Regions from separate parts of the Mus musculus genome. Here all the other regions are linked to region 1. Evidence: chromatin contacts called from public Hi-C, HiChIP or PLAC-seq and promoter capture Hi-C data. All regions are on one chromosome and are shown on one strand. The core of a region is the stretch at or near the end of the contact, and the rest is flanking DNA. Distances in the headings are between cores, read along the strand shown. Region 1 holds the start of Eif2s2 (eukaryotic translation initiation factor 2, subunit 2 (beta)). Region 2 holds the start of Trp53inp2 (transformation related protein 53 inducible nuclear protein 2). Region 3 overlaps Pigu (phosphatidylinositol glycan anchor biosynthesis, class U). Region 4 overlaps Ncoa6 (nuclear receptor coactivator 6). Region 5 holds the start of 1700003F12Rik (RIKEN cDNA 1700003F12 gene). Region 6 holds the start of Snta1 (syntrophin, acidic 1). Region 7 holds the start of Pigu (phosphatidylinositol glycan anchor biosynthesis, class U).

Evidence for each region. Promoter capture Hi-C pulls out the DNA fragments that hold promoters and counts their contacts. Hi-C and Micro-C count contacts between places; a contact is called where the count stands out from the background. HiChIP or PLAC-seq counts read pairs in DNA pulled down with a chosen protein or histone mark. Capture Hi-C pulls out chosen DNA fragments and counts their contacts.
Region 2: a contact with region 1 is called in a Hi-C map of Sertoli cells, with 2.7 times the contacts expected there. The contact joins the promoter of Trp53inp2 here to the promoter of Eif2s2 in region 1. A contact is called at or near these places in 11 of 39 promoter capture datasets (the 3T3-L1 cell line, the C10 cell line, the HPC-7 cell line and 7 more), 1 of 484 Hi-C or Micro-C datasets (Sertoli cells), 3 of 115 datasets of contacts at active chromatin or transcription factors (extraembryonic endoderm stem cells, large pre-B cells and pro-B cells) and 1 of 9 other capture datasets (liver).
Region 3: a contact with region 1 is called in a promoter capture Hi-C map of the C10 cell line, with 3 times the contacts expected there. The contact joins the enhancer-like site here to the promoter of Eif2s2 in region 1. A contact is called at or near these places in 4 of 39 promoter capture datasets (the C10 cell line, hippocampal neurons, pre-B cells and 1 more).
Region 4: an H3K4me3 HiChIP or PLAC-seq map of pro-B cells shows a contact between it and region 1, with 4 times the contacts expected there. The contact joins the enhancer-like site here to the promoter of Eif2s2 in region 1. A contact is called at or near these places in 9 of 39 promoter capture datasets (the 3T3-L1 cell line, the C10 cell line, the HPC-7 cell line and 6 more), 1 of 115 datasets of contacts at active chromatin or transcription factors (pro-B cells) and 1 of 9 other capture datasets (embryonic stem cells).
Region 5: a promoter capture Hi-C map of adipose tissue shows a contact between it and region 1. The contact joins the promoter of 1700003F12Rik here to the promoter of Eif2s2 in region 1. A contact is called at or near these places in 3 of 39 promoter capture datasets (liver, neutrophils and pre-B cells), 3 of 115 datasets of contacts at active chromatin or transcription factors (embryonic stem cells, forebrain and microglia) and 2 of 9 other capture datasets (adipose tissue and macrophages).
Region 6: a contact with region 1 is called in an H3K4me3 HiChIP or PLAC-seq map of neural tube, with 5 times the contacts expected there. The contact joins the promoter of Snta1 here to the promoter of Eif2s2 in region 1. A contact is called at or near these places in 4 of 39 promoter capture datasets (the 3T3-L1 cell line, hippocampal neurons, liver and 1 more), 5 of 115 datasets of contacts at active chromatin or transcription factors (bone marrow-derived macrophages, craniofacial prominence, embryonic limb bud and 2 more) and 1 of 9 other capture datasets (liver).
Region 7: a contact with region 1 is called in a Hi-C map of B cells, with 11 read pairs. The contact joins the promoter of Pigu here to the promoter of Eif2s2 in region 1. A contact is called at or near these places in 5 of 39 promoter capture datasets (the HPC-7 cell line, hippocampal neurons, maxillary cranial neural crest and 2 more), 2 of 484 Hi-C or Micro-C datasets (B cells and CD4 T cells), 3 of 115 datasets of contacts at active chromatin or transcription factors (astrocytes, large pre-B cells and memory CD8 T cells) and 2 of 9 other capture datasets (adipose tissue and liver).

Annotation. Positions count from the first base shown.
Region 1 is chr2:154,891,628-154,894,327 of GRCm38.p6, forward strand. Eif2s2 (eukaryotic translation initiation factor 2, subunit 2 (beta)) reads right to left here and starts at 1,279. Exons shown (of 9, transcript NM_026030.2): 1 at 1,063-1,279. The coding sequence starts at 1,077.
Region 2 is chr2:155,380,600-155,383,299 of GRCm38.p6, forward strand. It overlaps Trp53inp2 (transformation related protein 53 inducible nuclear protein 2), which reads left to right and starts at 1,257. Exons shown (of 4, transcript NM_178111.3): 1 at 1,257-1,418.
Region 3 is chr2:155,294,258-155,296,957 of GRCm38.p6, forward strand. All of the region lies in intron 10 of Pigu (phosphatidylinositol glycan anchor biosynthesis, class U), which reads right to left. Among named protein-coding and RNA genes, the nearest start is that of Map1lc3a, 19 kb to the left of the region's middle. Within about 2 kb of position 1,379, at least 71 of the 459 cell types and tissues checked have an H3K27ac peak or open chromatin away from gene starts, as enhancers often do.
Region 4 is chr2:155,403,492-155,406,191 of GRCm38.p6, forward strand. It overlaps Ncoa6 (nuclear receptor coactivator 6), which reads right to left. Exons shown (of 14, transcript NM_019825.3): 10 at 1,984-2,700. Among named protein-coding and RNA genes, the nearest start is that of Trp53inp2, 23 kb to the left of the region's middle. Within about 2 kb of position 1,365, at least 68 of the 459 cell types and tissues checked have an H3K27ac peak or open chromatin away from gene starts, as enhancers often do. A contact at or near this core is called in the HPC-7 cell line, hematopoietic stem and progenitor cells and pro-B cells, where this site is marked.
Region 5 is chr2:154,547,554-154,550,253 of GRCm38.p6, forward strand. It overlaps 1700003F12Rik (RIKEN cDNA 1700003F12 gene), which reads left to right and starts at 1,351. Exons shown (of 3, transcript NM_029305.2): 1 at 1,351-1,514; 2 at 1,783-1,842; 3 at 1,987-2,497. The coding sequence starts at 1,389. The coding sequence ends at 2,394. Necab3 (N-terminal EF-hand calcium binding protein 3) reads right to left here. Exons shown (of 13, transcript NM_021546.3): 6 at 1-8.
Region 6 is chr2:154,406,661-154,409,360 of GRCm38.p6, forward strand. It overlaps Snta1 (syntrophin, acidic 1), which reads right to left and starts at 1,424. Exons shown (of 8, transcript NM_009228.2): 1 at 1,020-1,424. The coding sequence starts at 1,311.
Region 7 is chr2:155,356,003-155,358,702 of GRCm38.p6, forward strand. Pigu (phosphatidylinositol glycan anchor biosynthesis, class U) reads right to left here and starts at 1,422. Exons shown (of 12, transcript NM_001004721.1): 1 at 1,264-1,422. The coding sequence starts at 1,393. It overlaps Mir695 (microRNA 695), which reads left to right and starts at 815; the gene lies at 815-923.

The DNA.
Region 1 (2,700 bases), core at 29-2,528:
AGTTACCTAAGTCCTCCATAAACTAACCAGCATCTACTTCAACCAAACTAGTGAATACTTCACTTTCTATGCACTTTCTCCCTTCTTGACCATAAACGCCTTGTGATCAGTTTTCTCATTGGTTGAGAAAATTCTGATCATTTCTAGAGCCCATTCAAAAGCCAACTCTGCACAGAACCTTCAACTATTCCTCTTACCCCTCCCCTAGGCCTGTAAGTCAAGTAAGTCACAAATTCTTCGTAAAGTACTTCCTTGGGGCTAGGATTAGGCTTCTAGGCCCAATGCTAAGCAATATCTAAGCCAAGACCACTCTTTTTTCTTTAAAGTCATTTAATGGTATGTGAACTAGGATAAATCTGGAAAAGGCAAAACCCAAAAAGATTTAAAAGAAAAAAAAAAGACACAATAAAACGGGGGACGGGGCTTGAAAAATTCTGAGATCCAAACCCAGTCAGTTTCACAGCCGGACCTTCCTGCTCACCTCGCCTGTAAAGGAAACTTTGGGACTCGGGCCCGAAAACTTTTCTCGAAAGGTGGTCACTTCCTGAGACTTAAAATATCTTCTCCTCTGGCTCTTTGGGTTCCTGTCTTAAGAAATAAGGCCTCGAGCGGGAAACGGGAGCGAGATATCCGCCCGGAAAAGGCAGCCTACAAAGTTTTAACCTCGGTGCTCCACCGGAACCGAGAGGGGCCTCGCAGGGCACCCTGACCCCTCAGCCGTGAGAGCCGAGGCGGCTATGTGTGTGAGGAAAGGAATGCCGGGGCGGCCGGGCAAACTAACTCGGCATTCAACCCCTTTCCGAGAGGACGGCTCAACACGCTCTCCATTCCGAAACGCCGATCACCGTGGGAGACAGGCCTCGCCGCCGCCCTGAGGAGAGCCGAGGGAGACCAAGTCTGAGGATCCAGAGTCCTCGCCGGCTCCACAGCTCCGGGACGCCTAGGCCGGGCTGCTCCACATGGCGGCCGGCTACAGCTAGGCCGCAGGCCCGGCTTCTCACACAGGTGTGGGTTCGGCTTCCTGCCTCAGTCCTTAGCCCTAACTCCAGCTCAGCCTCTCACCTCGTCCCCGGACATGGCTGTAGTTCGAGCGGGTTCGGCAGGGATGAAAAGTCAAACCGGTCGGCTTCACGGCCCGGAGTCAGCGTAGCTCCCACCGATACTTCTCACAGCACCGCACTAGGCTCTTGCATCAGCGAAAGGGAGCGACACCCCGCCCTCCTCTCAAACGTTGGAAGTGCGCCTGCGCAGAGCTCGCCAAAGCGCAGGCGTACAGTAAAGCCAACCTTACGTGCTTCTCGTGGCGCGAGTTATTCGGCGACTCCCCGGCGCCGGGCATACTGGGACTTGTAGTTTGGCTAGAAAAGACCGGCGCTTGTGCGCTTCGGGAGTTTCGAGGGCGTGCACGACTGTTTTAAACATGTCAGGATGTTCGGGTTCTTGTGCTGCTGGTTACCTAAGAGGTTCGAAAAGTGCTGTGTTGCTTGTAAAGTGAATTTGGGGCCATTTTTCAGGTTTAACTTAGTGGAAACCCTAATATGAACCCGTGGAGCTGAGTTCACGCTTTCCCCTAGAATCGGTCTAGTATTCGAGGAATGCACCTCAGTAGAAGCGTTTCACTTCGTGAGAAGTTTAACCTTCTAGCTTTTTACTTCAGAAGATTCTTCCCTGGTTTTCCATAGTTAGACCGAGGAACGAAGCCGTCCTCTGAGGAGAAACAGCCCAGCAAGCTACAGTCTGTCAGGAAGCTTCGAAATAGTCTTAACTAGCTCAATAAAGGGGCTATGTTGAGAAATGTGTAGAGTAGGTAATTAACTTGTTGACGAACTTCATACCATATAAGTAAAGACACTACAACGTCCTAGGCGATATAATCATCTGGGACTATTAATTATGTGTCCTTTTTTGACTAAAGCTTCCTTATATGGTACATGACTCCTTGTTTATGGAGTCTTTGCTAGACAATTCTGGATGTATCATCTATTTTCCCTGGGGAGATACAGCTGCCATTTAGGAAGGCCTCGGAGTATGCGCTTGTAGTTAAAAAACAAAACAACAAAAAAACACCTGTGTTTGTAACCACAGGGAACTGCAAAGCCCCACTGTTTGAAAGAATGCTCAGCTGGGGCGTCAGGTGATCCACTCAGGTGACTGAAGGGACTGCTCAAGTAAGTAGATGCTATCAGGAGATGAGAGTAATTATCAAGTTTTTAATGCTTCTTGCATAAAAAGAATCAAGTGAGGATTAATCTATGATTAGTGAAAAAAAGCCCTCACGTTAGAAGAGATGGGGAAAGTACTTAGTGATTTTTGTAGTTGGCAAAATGTTCTTCTTGATTGATTTTTGTATTCATACCTGATTACTGAGTTTGTCTTTGTTTTGGTCTACTGGAATTACAAAATGGTCTGTCTGAGCTGGGTGTGGTAGCACTTACCATCCTAGCTCTTGAGAAGTAGAGGCATGAATATCAGAATTTCATAACCAGCCTGGACTACATAAGATTTTATCTTTTTAAATTAATCAATTAATTGATTAATATACTTTACATCTTGACCACAGTTTCTTCTCCTCCCAGCCCCTACCCCCCATTCACTCATCCTCTATTTCTCTTCAGAAAGGGGAGGCCTTCCATTGATATCAACCTGCCCTGGCATGACTCGTTGCAGTAAGACCAGAGGCATCTTATCCTATTAAGGCTG
Region 2 (2,700 bases), core at 7-2,506, 490 kb after region 1:
TTCTAAATGTGAATATCCATGGCAGCGTGACAGATAAACTAAGGCCCAGAATAGTAAGGATTTAACTTGAAATCACACAGGTTGAGACACAGGACTGGAAGCCAGGTTTCCCTTTAGAACCCTGGAGTTCAGTCCCTCTGGTGTAGGGTGTGATCAGAGTCAAGGCTAGTACCTGTGAGTTAAACTCCTGGCTCTGCCAAGGACTATTCCTTAATTACCTCGGAAAGTTGCTTAGATTCTCCTGGTCTGTTTCTTTAACTGTAAAAGGAGGATGCTACCTACCTTTTGGGTTTATTGTAAAGATTAAAAGGCAGCACAGTGCTTGGCATATGGTAAGTGTTCAGTGTCAGCTGGCAGTCTGGAAGAAGCAACCGTAGGTGCCCCTTCTTCTTTCCCTCCCCTCCCTCGGAGTCTCCTGTAGCTCAAGCTGCCTTTCAAACTCTTGAACCCATTTCTATCTACCAAGTGGTGAGATGAAAGGCAGGTACATGTAATCTCAGTTTCTCCACATGTAAATCAGGACTAACAATCCCTGCCCTGTCTGTCACTCTTTCCCCCCTGACCTGTTCCGGTAGCAACGTGGACTAAATAAGGTATGTAAACGTTCTAAGCCGAGCTGTCTCCAGGTCAATGTTTATTCAGCTTAGAGCAATTTCTTTCCAAGTCCTACGCTGGCCAGATTTCCTGTCAGCCCCATCAATTCTCTAACACTCGCAGGTGCTCCTTTGTAACCGCGGAAGGGGCAAGGTCCGCTCAAGCCCACCGTAAAAAGGAGCGGGGAAAACAAAAAACATAGAGGAGGGAGAGCAGGCAAGTAGGGCAGTGTAGAGAAGTGGGGTAAAAGGACAAGGAGGGTAAAAGGGACTTACAGATGGAGCGCGGCGGGGGTGGGTGGGGTGGGTGTCCTGCACCTAAGATGCAGGAGAAGGGATGTGCGGAGCTCTGGGGCAAGTGAGGGAGCAGGGATGTGTGCGGAAAAAGCAGCGAGGTGGGATTCTTGAGGAAGAATTGGGGGGTCGCTTTCAGTGTGAGGTCTGTGGGTAACTGGGGGCAGGGAATTCGGGCCGTCACCTCCACTCAGACAGAGGCTCCGAGAGCAGCTCCCGGGCTACAGCCACCCGCTGGCAAACCGCGGAGGGGCGGGGAAAGAGCATTCGGCGCCTGTGATTGGCTGCCGTCCCGACGGCCGCTGACGCGAGCGGGCGGGCCCCTTTGTGACGTCACAATCAGCTGTTGAAGCGTTCGGATTTGTGCCCTGAGCCCGGGCGCAGCGGCCGCAGCAGCTCCGGGCGTCCGTTCGGGAGCCCCGCCGTCTCTCGGCCCGTCCCCGGTATGCGGCTCCAGTTGTGAGCACCGGCGACCCGGGGACGCCCGGCCGCACAACTACCTCAGCGCAGCGGTTGCTGCAGCGGCCCCAGGTGAGTCCCGACCTCCGGGCTGGGGGCTCCGGGCACCCCCAGGACACGCCCTGCGCCCCCCTCTCCCGTTCTTTGTCTGTCTCCGCCGGCGGCAGCCGGAGCTGCGTTCTTGGCTCCCTATTGGTTGCTCCAAGCCGGTAGGCCATGACGTTGCTTTATTTGCATATGACATTGAGACGTCACCAAGGCCAGCCCCGCCTTCCAGGCTTGCATGGGTGCTTGTCCTCTGGTGACCCGGTGGGCGCTATGTCGTGCCCAGCCGGCCGAGGGTTGAAGAGACGCTGAAAGACAAGCGGGATCCGAAGGGACTCGGCGGTTTCCTGGGCTAATCTAGGGACTGGGGTCAGGCCTCTCATTTGTTTTTTCCTTGTGACCTGAGAGAGGGTAGGACAGCAAAGCTCGATTTAAGTTGAGAGGGCGGTAAGTAGATGGAGCTTCAGACTCCAGGTCCTGGAGACACTACCAGATGGTAGCGGATCCCCTCTGTCTTCAGGCTCCGCCCCCTAACATAATAACATCCTTCTAATCCCTGACATGTGTGCAGAGCCTGAGTTGATGTCATTTTCAGCCTACAAATATTGAGGGTCTTAAGCCCCACTTCACGGAAGAGGAAACTGAGACTCAGAGAGACGTAGTTTACTGGAGATCTCAGCCAATTAGAATCACACTCACTAAGTGGTAGATTCCTTAGCTGAAGTATAAGCTACATGCTTACATACATCTACTGAGGACCCTATCTTGGGTTCAGCACCAACCACAATTTGATGGGATGCTTCAGTCTTCATGATCCTGGACATTTTCCCAGGAGGTCTCTGAAAATTGGGTCTCTTACAAGGCCCTGACCTCCTCTGCCTTCTTTCTACTTCAAAACCCAATAAATGGCCGTCTCCCAGCTGTTTTGACCACAGAAAGGTGAGTCACTAGTTGCCTGCCTCCAGGTGTCTCCAGGGCAGATGTTGTTGAGAGGGAGTTGGGAGTTCCCTCTGTGGGCCTCCCATCAGAGCTGTCAGCTGGGAGAACCAGACCCTTCCCTGGCATTAGTGATGCAGAGCTTATGCTGTTTCCTGAGGCTGCTTCCAGAGTGACAGAAGGATGTCTCTTACTTTCCAAGTAAGTAGATCTGGAGTCCTTCCCAGGTTGAGGGTCGCTCAAGAATGGCCTGGGCTAGGGTTGGCTTAGGCCTCCAGTGCTATTCTAGGCACAGCCTCTGTAGTATTAAGGGAATGGTTCTTCCTGGAGCAGAGCCAGGAATCTGAGAACCAGGAAGCCAGCAGGCTAGGAA
Region 3 (2,700 bases), core at 129-2,628, 400 kb after region 1:
TCAGAGATCCACCTGCCTCTGCCTCCCAAGTGCCGGGATTAAAGACATGTCCAGAGCAGGGCCTATTCTTCTTTTCTCTTCCACTGGCCAATGCAAGAAAATAGGTAAGGTGGGACCTGGGAGATCAATACTAGCAGCTAGTATTTCAATGGGACATTCTACAATATTAACTATATTCAACTAGAACAAAAGACTTCACAAAATGTCTACTCAGGGTCCCAAGGCCAGAGCTAAAGTCACTTAGTGAGAGGACAAATCCCAAACAGATGCTCCAAACATTAGGAGTCCCTGGACAGTGCACACAGCACAAAGCATGCTGACTACTATGCTCTGCAGGAACTTAGGATATGCTGTGTCTATGAAGTCCTTGCACAACCACTTGATGCCTCTCTCTACTTAGTAGAGCCTATAAGATCATCTAGGTTTCTGGAAATTTCCTCTTTCTCTGCCCCATCATCTCTGTGGGCATAAAATAATTTATTTCAAGTTTTAAAAATATTTATTTCAATGTCCCTGGCTGCTATACCGGCAGCTTTGATGGTGGAAATATGCAGGGGATACCCTGGTTAATTATCACTGATGATAACTGCAGTGCCATTAACATATTTTCTTTTTTCAAACTTAAAAAAATATCCATGCCGTGCAGTGGTGGTGCACGCCTTTAACCCCAGCACTTGGGAGGCAGCCTGGTCTACAGAGCGAGTTCCAGGACAGCCAGGGATACACAGAGAAACTCTGTCTCGAAAAACCAAACCAACCAACCAACCAAACAAACAAAAAAACCCAAAAAACAAAAACACCCCCAAAAAAATCCATGAAAAATACTTTTTTTTTTTTTGAGTCAGGTCTCATATGGCCTGGAATTCCCTTTTGTAGCCTTGGCTAACCTCAAACTTGCTATCCTCCCGCTTCAGCCTCTTAAGTGTTAGGGTTATAGATCCATGCCAGAAAGCTCCACTTACTCTCTTCATCTCATGGACGGAAAAGGAAAACTCAGAGGCGCAGAAAGGCTAAAGAAGCTGCCTGGGAAAGGCAGAGTGTAGACTCAAGCTGTAGTCTGTCTGTCTACAAACTGAATTCAGCAACGTGAGAATGCTACACAACGCCTCTGAGGAAGGGCAATGCCCTCTTTAGGACGGACAGCTAACGAAAACAACCTGGTTGGGACAGGGAAAGACCAGTGCCTGAAGCCCTACCCTCCCACAGACCAAGGCATGTCTATATATTCCAATTGCCTGTGATTCATCACTGGGTGATTCTTATCTGTGAAATGAGGATGTCACAAGCAGAAGATGCCACCTCCTCTCAGTCAGCTCAGATTGGTCACCATTCTAACCAGGCCTGAGAGACACACCTGGCCTGGGCGTGGTCTGCCCACTTCACTGTTTACCTTCACTCCGGGGCTACACTCACAGGTAGGTTTCCTACTCACAGCTGGTCAGTTTCACTTCCTGCTTGACACCCAGACAAAACAACAGGAACTAACTTCTTGGGCAGCTTGCTCTAGGAGTTCGCTTCTGACGCTTGGCTGCATATCGCAGCTCCTTGAGAGAACCAGGAAGGTACCTGGGCTCTGCTTCCCTCACGGGGAGGGGAGGCTTCAGCAGCCTTCTACATACATTTGCAGACTCTTTTCCCCCCTTTTTCGATTGTTGTTGTTTTTCAAGACAAGGTTTCTCTGTGTAGTCTTGGCTTCACTATGCTGAACAGGCTGGCCTCAAACTCAGAGATCCTCCTGCCTCTGCCTCCCAAGTACTAGCATTAAAGTTGTGTGCCACACTGCCCTGTCATTTGCTGATTCTTTTGTGTTAGAATCCATGTTGGGTGTAAGGATATCTTACCCTACAGGAGCCTCGGGAGAAATGGGTAGAATTGAGAAGGGTCTTTATAGGAAGCAGGAAGTCCTATGTTCATAGCCAAAGGCTACAGTTGCACTTGTTCAATAAGAAGCTTGACCACTGTCCAATAAGAAGCTTGGTCACATGTAGCTTCATACATTTAATTTTAAACAAGAATTTCAGTTTCTACTGACACCATGGCTCTTCTTTGTAGTCTCAGTATTCAGGAAGTTAAGATAGGATGACTTCTTCTAATTTTAGGACAGCCTAGGCTATATAGTGAGTTTCAGGATAGCCTTGGCTACAGTCTAGGATCTGTCTCAAACAAACAAACAAATAAACTAATGGAAAAAAATCTGTCCATGACAGTATACACCAGTAAACCTGGATCTGAGAGGTGAAGGCAGAAGGATCAGGAGTTCAAGGTAATCTTCAGCTATACAGTGAGCTTAAGGCCAGTTTGGGCAATATGAAACCCTATGCCACAAAGCTGGAAATAGAGGAGAAAAGAAAGAAAAAACTTAGTTTCTGTATAATATTAGTAGCCACTCTATTAGAATACAGACTAGACACGGTCATCATTACAAACAGCGAGGTTGGACAGCACTGGGCAAGGCCTAGAGAGCTAGGCTCCAATTCCTAGTCTTTCTATTTAGCAGTCACAGGACCTTGAACAAGTGGCTCTATCTTTTTGTACCTCAGTTTTCTCATCTGTATAAGGAAATACTTACCTCCAAAGCTGATGCAAAGACAAAATGACCAACAGCAGTCAGGAACACAGTCACATGCTCTAAGCGATTGTTCTTTGTCACTGACCACAGGACCAGGAGGCACAGAGGCACATGCATGCTTCAGTGGCCTC
Region 4 (2,700 bases), core at 115-2,614, 510 kb after region 1:
AAAATATAAAGTGCCATGGGAGTCCAAAGGAAAAGAATACTCTAGGCTGAAAATGTAAAGGAATATTTCAGGTAGAAATGTCAGCATGAGTCTTTGAAAGACAGAACAGACTTAGACCCTAGAACTAGAACACACGAGACACTCTGGAACACAACTTTATGGACTGTACAGTAAAGACTTAAGGCTTAAGTATGCCAGGGCTATCAAGGGTATGCCTTCCATCTTAACACTATAGCTTAAAATTCTTGATAAACTACAACAGTAAGTTTTACCCTTTGATGGAAACTGAATTTTGTAGATTTCTCTCTGCTTAGTAGCTTAATTGCTGGTTCATCTCCCTAAAACTTATGTTTCTCTACTATCAATTGTGATTCAAATAAAAATATTTTCTAATTATTTCATCATTATTCTCTTAGTATTAAAGGAAAAAGTTCCCTAGAAGGAAACAGAAATGGAAATATCAAGCATCAGAGAACATACTTAAGCCACACCAGTTCCTTCTGGTTTACACAAGGTCTCATGTAGCTTAGCTTGGCCTCAAACTCAAGTCTGTAGCCGAGAGTGGCTCTGCTCTCCATCTTACCTCCTCTCCCACGTGCTGCATGTGTGCACCACCATGCTCAGCTTTCTTTTTAATTCTTATAGTCACCTACATCAACAAAATTCAACCTTGAAACACAGAGCCGTCCCCAGCAAAGTCTCTCTCTCGTAGGGACATTGAACTCTTTGCAGGTCTTCACCCCTTCTTGTATCTCTTTAGGTAAGAGGGAGAAAGAAGGGACGGAACCTTTCTAGAGCTATGTCTGGGGCAGTAAGCTGGCACTTGATATTCAAGTTCTCTCACTGAATCCTACATATCCTGGGTGGTAAAATTATAATCTCCACTTTACAGGTGAAGTACGAGGAACTCACCAGACTGTAACTGGCAACCAGTGGAGCTAAAATTTGAACTCTGATCATAACCTGAAGCTGGTATCCTTTCTGCTCCTCCTCCTAATTGGTAGGCACTCAAAGTATTTTAGCTGCATAAATAAAAGAGGTATTATTAGCTGGCTTAGATACTGCAGAGGCCCCTAGCTATGACTAACTTATCTCTAGGTATGTGGAGCTTCTGCACTACTTGAGCCATACAGGAGAAAGGAGGTATAAAGACACCTGTTTCCAGTACTAACCACTGACCTAGTGCACAAGAAATAACTTGAACTAGATGTCCACTAATGCAGTTTACTAAGAGGCCATGTCCAAAGGAAACAGGCAATAACACTTAAACCATATTACCGTATTTTAGGTTCTGTGCTAAGCATGTGCTAAGCATTCATTACCTCACTGAAATCTTGTGACTATGACTGTCTCCACATTACAAAGGAGGAAGTGAGACTTGTCCCAGCCCATTGAGCTGGCAAATACTGCAAGTCTATCTGACTTTTCCCCACTCAGATCTTCCTTTGCTTATCATGAAATCTGGTTTTCTGGTAAGCTTTTCTGGAGCAGTCCAAACAGAAAGGCCCCTGAGTTAGCATACAGTGAGAACAAGGCAAGAAGTACAATGGGAGGGGCATAAAGAAGTTGTTGTTCACACTCAAGGGATGATGCCAGGCCAGAGACATAAAAGAGTATAGGCTCAACAAATATTAGACATTTCTGAGCTTCAATCTTTTCACCCACAGGAAGGAATAAGACTATATCAATGGTTGGTATAAAGATGATGTGAGATAGTATGTATGAAAATGCTTTTTAAAACTGAGGAACATATATACACATGAAAATGAAACATGAATCAGTTCAGAAGCCAGGAAAGAACCATGTTAATGAATATAAACTGAACATGGCATTTAAAAGCATATTTTTCAATGTACTTTCAGTAAGTAAATCTACAACTGCCATTTTTCTTCTTTTAAGTAGAAAAGGGCTGTGCTTTCTCTCTTGTGGGACAGGCCAGCAAAAACCTGACATGAGGAGCTGATGCCAAGCTCAAGTACATACCTATGCTGGGTAGAAGCTCTGGATGGGATCCCACCTTCTCCTCCACTAGGCCACCTGCAAGTGGCTCAGATGTTACGCCACCATGATTGCCTTTTGTGGTTGGCGCTGTGGAGATGAGCTCAGAGGGTACCAATGTGGTTACTATTGAGCGTACACTGGTGGGAAGAGCACCGCCAGGTAAGATGGGTCCTGTTGAGGTGGAGCTTGGGCCCATGGGGCTAGAGGTCATTTTTAGTAGAGTGGGTGCTGAGGGTGTTGGGGTTTTACTGTCCAGCTCTGTGGAGCACTGCTCTGTTCCCATTAGCCCAGGAGTTGTGATCTCTAGCCCTGGGCCTTCAGTCTCTCCATCTGCACCATATTGTTCTTCCCCTTTCTCCAGAGAGCCTGTAACTTTCTTACAAGCCTTGGTCAGCAAAATCTGGCCAATTTTGTCCACTTTTCCTTTGCCCTTACTGGATGAGACTGGGCTTCGACGATTGGCAGAGGAGCCTGGACTATTGGTCAAAAGGGGAGAAACTACTGTGGTTGGCTGTGAAGGAGGCAGAGTGCTCTGGTCTGCTGAGGTGTTCGTCTGAGGACTAGCCTCATCTGGATTTAATTCTTTTACTTGCTGGACAGAAGGATTAGGAGCGACAACTGGAGAGGATGTACAAGGAGGGGAAGGCAGCTGAACAGGAGTGGCTCGTGAGCTAAGGACCAATGGCCGACCTGTCTGTA
Region 5 (2,700 bases), core at 101-2,600, 340 kb before region 1:
TCATACTCCTATGTGCAGGGCAAGATAACAGGGAGCTTACCTTGCTCATGAGAGCAGCAATGGAAGTGGACAGAGCATGCAGGCCAGCACAAGCTAGTTACCACTCACTTCCCATCTTTGTCTCCAGACAGGGTCTTAATTTCTAGCCCAGACTTGCCTTGACTTGGGATCCTCCTGTATATGCCTCCCCAGTGCTAGAATGAATTAAAGATGGGAACCACTCTGCCCAGCTTCTAAGGCCCCTTTTCCCAGTGCAGATGGACTTTGTTCATCCTTGCATATGAGGCTGGTTCACAGGATCATACCCTCCTGGGACACTGGGTTCTCCTGGATCTCAATTCCTCTTCAAAGTTAAGGCTGAGCCGGACGTGGTGGCGCACGCCTTTAATCCCAGCACTCGGGAGGCAGAGGCAGGTGGATTTCTGAGTTCGAGGCCAGCCTGGTCTACAAAGTGAGTTCCAGGACTGCCAGGGCTACACAGAGAAACCCTGTCTCGAAAAGACAAAAAAAAAAAAAAAAAAAAAAAAAAGGCTCATGCTCGCTTCTGCAACAGCTAGTGAGGCCTCTAATAGAGACCTATATATATATATGTAGCTTCCAACAAAATGCAGTAAATGTCTGTTAAATGGATTGTTGAGTGGAATAATGAAAGAACAAGCAAATGTCAGCCAGTACGGGGTCATATCACACATCATTTTGTACCATGTGTAAAACTGGCCTTAATGGGTTTCATTTTTGATGTATGATCTGCCTTGGTTAAACTAAGATGGTAGCTTCTGGACCATGCTTATAACAAATGGGATAGAGTAGTGCCCGAGTCCTGCTCTAAGTCTGTGGGTTCTGTTTCCATGACATCTTTTTGGTAGTTTTCCTTTGGAGGTATAAGATCGATTTTCTACTGTTTGCAACCAAACCTGCTTGGCAGAACCAACTTCCTCATACCAGACTCATCCCAAGAATTGTTTTTAACCATCTTAACAATTTTCAGTAACCATAATTGACTCCATTTTGTATCTGGGGCCTTGAGAGGTTGAATCTGAGCCAAAGTTAAGCAGCTAATTAGTGGCAGGCCAGGATTCAAATCAAAGCCATAGAAGTCCCCCTCTACTCACCCTTAAGCACCTTATAAGTATTGCTTTGTTAAAGCACTAGCCCTGTTTTGCAGCTGGGAAGCTAAGACCAGAAGAGGTCATAGACAGTGGAGCAGTGGCCAGATTCCCCTGGGAGTTACAGGGGAGGAGCAGAGTTTTGGTGTGGTGAGGTCACTTGTGAGCTCACAATACAGTTACCCTGATGGGCGGGGCCAAACTGGGGCCCCTGGTTAGAGGGCAGGGCCGAGGCAGCATGGGCAGTGGCCTCTAGTGACCAGTCCTGTGACCAGTCCTATCATGGGAAACAGCAGTTCCCACAAGAGGACCAAAGCACCCAATCAGGCCAACAAGGACAGGCCACCTGACATGGACAAAGCCCGTCACAAGCAGTTCTTCAGCCATCTCAAGAGGAAGAAGCCAAGTGTGAGTATGGAGAGGCTAGAAGGGACGCTGGGTGCCAGGAGCATGAGGGGTTAGAGACTCTCTAGAGAGAACAGGATCTCTGGAGCCCATATAGGTAGTAGTAGTATAGGGATTCTAGAAGCAATGGCTGGGGGGAGGGGGGGAGGAGGAAGAGTGCTCTCTCAACCAGGGATCAGGTATAGTGTCTCTGGGACCACAGACCTGAAATACCTTTACACCCTCTCTCCAGCCCATGGCCTCGCAACACGCCACTTTCCCTTTCTTTCAGTGGCGAGAGGCTCCTGACCCTGCCCGTGTGGGTGAGAACCCCCGCATCAAGGCTGGGAAAGTATGCAGTGGTCAATGGGTTCCTGTGGGGAGGCAGGGTCTCAGGGTACGGGGCACAGTGGGGCTCCGGAGGTTGGGTCGGGCACGGAAGAAGCCTCAGGCCCCACGAGGGCATGTTCTTCCCTTCACACCCGCCCACCCCCAGACCAAGATCGTGCTGCTTTTCCCGCTGGACAAGCGGCAGCAGCTGGCCGAGGCAGCGGCGGGCCCATTTGTGAGGCCGGTGCGGCCAACTGAGGACCCGCTCGGCGCCCCAACGTGCTTCCCAGCGGTGGCGCCTATGCTACGTGGGGCTGGCGACGGCGTGGACAGGCGCGAAGGCGCGCGCGCTCGGGAGATGAAAAGGATCCTGGTGCTGCTGCTGCAGCTGGACGCACGGCTGCAGGAGGAGGGGCGTCGAGTGGGAGGCAGGCCGGGGGGCGGGGCCAAGGTCCCGCAGTGCTGGCAGCCGCTGTATGCGCACGTGCTGACCCAACGCGATGCCTGTGGTGAAGGCGACCCCCGCGAGGAGCAGCCGCGCAAGCGGCGCCGCTGCCCTCGCCCGCGGCCCTGAGTGCCTGGCACGACCCCTAGCGCCAGGACTCTGCTCAATAAAGAGCACATAGCAAACCCTGTGTCTGCCACTTCTGTGCCTGCTGTCGGTCACCTGGTCAAAACTGAGGCCCCGAGCGAGTAGGAGTTAGAACAGTCACCAACACGACCTGGAGCTAGGGCTGCCTTTTACTTTTCGTAGCACAAAGGTCAGCTCATGCCAAATCCGTAGACTGAAGGTGGACTTGAGCAACGCTAGGAAGAACTTGTTTCAGGCAAAGGTTTGAGGTCTCCAAGAGTCCCCAACGTTCAAAAATCCCTCTTCGGA
Region 6 (2,700 bases), core at 174-2,673, 480 kb before region 1:
CTTTGAGAGTCCCTCCTGGCCTCTTTTTCTCTCACACATGCCGGCAAGCCCTGCTCTCAGAAACATCCTCATTGTAAAGTTACCAAAACAGACTCAGAAATGGGAAGTGACTTGTGGAAGTTCACAGTTCTAGAACTCCAATGGCAGCCTAAATGAGTTAGGGAAGGAGTCAGTCGGTAAAGTGCTTGCTTGGCATCTATAAAGCTCTAGGCTTGATCCCCAGCACAACATAAACCTATTTTAGCAGCAGAGCCCAGTAATCCCAACACTCTGGAGGTGGAAATAGGAAGATTATATTCAGTGTTCTCCTCTGCTACATAGTGACCATGTGTCTAGCCTGGCATACATGAGATTGAGATCATGCCAAACACTTGTCAGTCTTGGAAACTAAGAATTCTCAGGAAGGAATGGCAACTCTGGGTTCACTCTCTCCATGTACCTGTTCATGTACAAATGGGCAGATGAGGAGACTCAACCCTAGCCATCAGGACTCCCAGCATAGGCAAACAGCCTCTGAAGCCCAAGATGTCTAGGTCCTTACTGGCCCCTTCTCTGCTAATGCCTGTGCCTCCTACCCATCTCTGGCACCCACATTGGGCTCCCAGACTCCAGGCCTTTACCAGTCTGCCTAGGTTGTGTCTCATGACTTCCACCTCCTTCTTGTTCTAGCAGTGTCCCAGGCCTCAAGTCCCTTTCCTTTCACCGCCGCCCCCGCCCCTGTCAGTCTTCCCGGGGACCCTCCTGCCCTTGGTACCCATAGCTACCATTTTGCTTCAAAACAGAACTAAGCACCAATGTCCTTGGTGCGCCCCCCCATCCTTCCACACTTGTGTCTTCTGAGTCACCTGAACTCCCCAAGCCCCTTCCGACCTTGGTGCTCTTCCCTCACTCTGTTCCTTCCTCCCCCGGAGACTCCTTTCCGCCCTAGACAGGTTTTCGTTTACCAGCCCCCATGACCCCTGAGCGCTCCGCAGCAGCACAGACAACACGACCCCGTGCCCTGGGTGCCCCACACCTACCCTTGATGCTGATGCCCAGCCCGCCGGCGTCGGCCTTGCGCACCGTCACGCGGCGCCGCTGGAGCAGCAGCGCTTCTGGCAGCTGTGGGGGCGCCGCGCCGGGCTCAGCGGCGCCGTTGAGCTGCGCGGGCTCCGGCTCCGGGCCGGGCTCGCCGTCGGCGGGACTCACGGTCAGCGCGTCCTCCGCCAGAGAGAGCAACACCCGCTGCCACCGCTCGCCACCCGCCCCGGAGCCCGCCCCGCAGCGCAGTTCCAGCAACCCGGTGCGCGGAGCGCGCCTGCCTGACGCCATCTTCGCCTCGAAGTCCCAGTACACTGCGCTCGCCCGGTCCCGCCGTACCCGGCCCGCTCCGACCCAGCGCCCAGGGCAGAGGGCGGCGGGGCAGCAGAGCCAGTCGCCACCCTACCCCGGCCTCGGGGGCGGAGCTTCGGAGGACAGGCTGTCGGGGGCGGGGCTAACGGGGGCGGGGCCCCGGGAGTGACTGAAGAGACGCTACCCGGTAAACTAAAGATGTGCAGCGGGATCACTTGGGAGTGGGTCAGAACCGCGTTCCCTCACGGCCACAGTTAGAGGAGGTTGAGGGTGGGGCGCTCTGCGGAACATAAAGGGGCCGGATTCTATGGATGGGGCAACACAAGGATCCAGTTCTGTGCGCCGTCGAGGATTGGACCGTAGCTCGTGGAAGCTGAAGGACAAGAAAAAGAATCAAGGATCCTGGGGTAGGGCTGCCTGTGTCAGGACCATAGGCTCCAGGGACTTTGCAGACAGAGTTAACTGGCAAACGAGCTAAGGAAGATGGTTTCTCACGTTTTGTGAGCCATGGGGAGAGGGTACCAGTAACAGTCTGTGGGCCTGACTCAGCTTAAGGGTGCAGCCTCTAAAGAGGTAAGCCTACCCACCCACCAGGAGGAGAAATGCCACTCCTTTGAGGGTTTGGTCCCATCACTTGAAGGTAGAGGCTGAAGGGTCTGCAAGTTTGAGTCCAGTCTAGGCTACATGAGACCCTGCCTTTAAAAAATAAAAATAAAAGTGAAAAGACATAAAGAGATAGAAGGCTCAGCGGTTAAGAGCATGGGCTGAAAAAAAAAAAAAAAAAAAAAAAAGCCGGGCGTGGTGGTACACGCCTTTAATCCCAGCACTTGGGAGGCAGAGGCAGGCGGATTTCTGAGTTTGAGGCCAGCCTGGTCTACAGAGTGAGTTTCGGGACAGCCAGGGCTACACAGAGAAACCCTGTCTCAAAAAACCAGAAGAGAGAGAGAGAAAGAGAGAGAGAGCATGGGCTGCTCTTACAGTGGAGCAGAGTAAAATTCACAGCATGCACATTGGGCAGCTCACAACCACTTGTAACTCCAGCTCCATGGAGATCTGACACCACTAGTTTCCTTGGGAACCTGTATTCACATTGCAAACAAGTACACCCATGCACACAAAAATAGTGAAAATAAATAAAATGACATATGATTTTATATATATATATATATATATATATATATATATATATATATGCAATACATGTATGTCACTTATTCTGTGTTTGCATGACACATGAGCTGGCTGATCTATGCTATCATTTGTGCCTTGGGTAAACCCTGCATAACTGAGACACATGAGTACTAAAAGCAGACCTCTCTTCTAACCTGGGTCTTTCTGGCTTCCAGGCTCACATCCCTCCTACTCCCT
Region 7 (2,700 bases), core at 172-2,671, 460 kb after region 1:
GCATATATGTATGTGTGTATATATGTATGTGTGTATATATGTATGTATGTATGTATGTATATATGTATGTAGGTTCTGTTTTGTTTAAAGACTTAAACTTGATCTAGACAGATGGTTCAGGGGATAAGAGCACTCAATGTGCAAACATGAAGATCTGAATCTAAATTCCCAGCACCCCTGTCAAAAGACCCAAAATAACCATTGCCTGAGATGCCTGTAACTCCAGCATTGGGAGGATTGTAGGAGTGGAGACCGGCAGAAACCCCCGGGGGTGGGGGCATACAGCCCAATTGAAATAGCTTCAAGTTCAAGTAGACCCCATCTTAGGAAATAAAGGGTAGAGTAATACAGAAAGACACCAGACATCCTCCTTTGGCTTCTGAACACACACCACAAGCACACACAACCCCCGCCCATACACACACAAGTAATAATGACAATAAATAAATAAATAAATAAATAAATAAATCAAACTGTAGCCCCAACCTAACCCACATCTTTTTCTGCTCTGAATATTTCACAACCTCGGGTATTTCTTGATCCTTTGCAACCTTAAAGTCCTCTTTTTTCTAATCTTTTCCCAAACCTGGTCCTTCATTCATTCATTCCGGAAAAGGGAAGGCAGTTTACTCAGGGTCAGACACTAAGGAAGTGACTATAGAAACTTGTTCGTCTCCTCTACTGTCCTGTGGCTCCTTCAGCTCAATCTCTGTCTTCTTGGAGGCGATAGTATGCAATAGGGTTTAATACACACACACACACACACACACACACACATACATACATATATTTAAAAAGCAAACTAAGAAAAACTTCACGAGGAATCCTAGATTGGGCATAGGTGACTGAAGTACACAGCTGCCTTTCTTACAAAGGCACTGGTTACCTTGGTCCTGGTCACCGGCTCGGCTATCTGCTACTCGGTGGAACACCCCCAGCAATCTCACTGTCAAAAGCTAACACTTCACAAGTCCCAATGCACACATCACCCTCGGATATCCATCCTTCCGCGGATCCCGCCGCCTGACTCGGGATACTGGGACACGCCCCCTCGGATACCCATCCCTAGGGTAGTGGGGCTCACACTCCACATCTCCTCCACACCCCATCCTCCACACCAAAGCTCCGCCCTCAGCTCGAAAAGAACCCCCAGACGCGGGTCAGTCTCCACAGAACCGTGCGCTTGTGTCCACCTCCTCCACCTCCAATTCAATTCACAGGCTGGCAGAGCGCCGACCGCCCTACTCTAGTCAGTGGCCTCACCTCTCTTCCAAGAGCTCAGTGGGGACACCACCTCCACCCTCTCGGAAATGAACTCGGCCAAACTGGAGCGAAACAAGGCCGCCCTCACGGTCACGGCCACCACAAGCACCAGGGCCAAGGGAGCCGCCATGATAACTGAGGCGGGCGCGCAGGCAATGCGGAAGAGCCTCAAGACTTGCGCGCCACACTGTAGTACCTCCGTGGAACGAGTGCCGTGGCTGTTGCTGGAGCACACAGACTTTAGGACTACCATTCCCAGAAAGCCCTGCGGCGAGTCGACGGAAAGTGGGATGTGTCAAACTTTTTGCAAAGGTTTGGACTACGCCTCTGATCAAGCAAGAGAAGTGAAGAAATATTGTACCTATTTTACTGAGATCGTGAGCAAAATTTAAAGAAATAATTTCACTCGTGTGAATATTTTAATGTTAAAATGTTTACCTTTATATTTTTAAAAAGTGCGACACTCGTATTTACTGAGCGCCAACCATCCTCAAGGCACTATATTGTGTGGCGAGGAAACACTTTGGAGTGGTTAATTATTAGCTTTGCGACCTTCAGCAAGTTATTTAACCGAGGGAGTCAGAGCAGGAACTCAAGGCAGGAGCTTGAGGCTAAAACCGCGGAAGAACCCTGCTTTTATAGACTTTCTCTTCTGCTCATGCTCAAACAGCTTTCATGCACAACACCAGCACACCTGCCCAGGGATGCTTCCTCCTCCGACAATGAACTGGGCCCTCTCACATCAATCAATTTTTCAAAATCAAGACAATTTCTCACAGACCAATCTGATGGAAGGCAATTTTTCAACTGAGGTTTCCTCTTCCAAAATGACCTTAGATTGTGTGAAGTTGAGAATAATAACCAGGACATGTACTGCAGCAAATTCTGTGTAGGATGCAGTTTTGCTTTTCTCAGTTCAGGTTGGTAGCTTGAAATCCCTCCAGGTGGGAGTGTGTACAGCTCAGAGATAAGCAAACATAACAAGTCAGGGGTTTGGAGAGCCCGTTGATAAGCGCCAACAGAGCCCGTTGATAAGCGCCAACAGTCGTTATGTATGAAAAGTGCTACATGGGTGCTTTAAAATTAGCTATAATAATTAATTATGCAAGAAATTTTTATATCCATGAAGAAAATGGAACAGTGCATCGATTGTATGACCATGGTTAACAAAAAGTATTGAATACTTCAAAATAGGGAGTAGAGGTTTTTGATTTTTCCTAGCACAGTAATGTTTGAAGTCATATGTCAGTTACCCTATGATTACTTGTATACTGTATTGGGTTATCATACTGTACCCCAGTTAAAAAGGAAAAACTATATTTTTAGAAAAATAAAATAAAATAAAATAAAATGCATAATTGAGAATATCCATGGGGAAGGGAGGAATGCTGGTGACAGAACAGGGTGACATTTTAGATGAGAACGGCAGGATGCCTT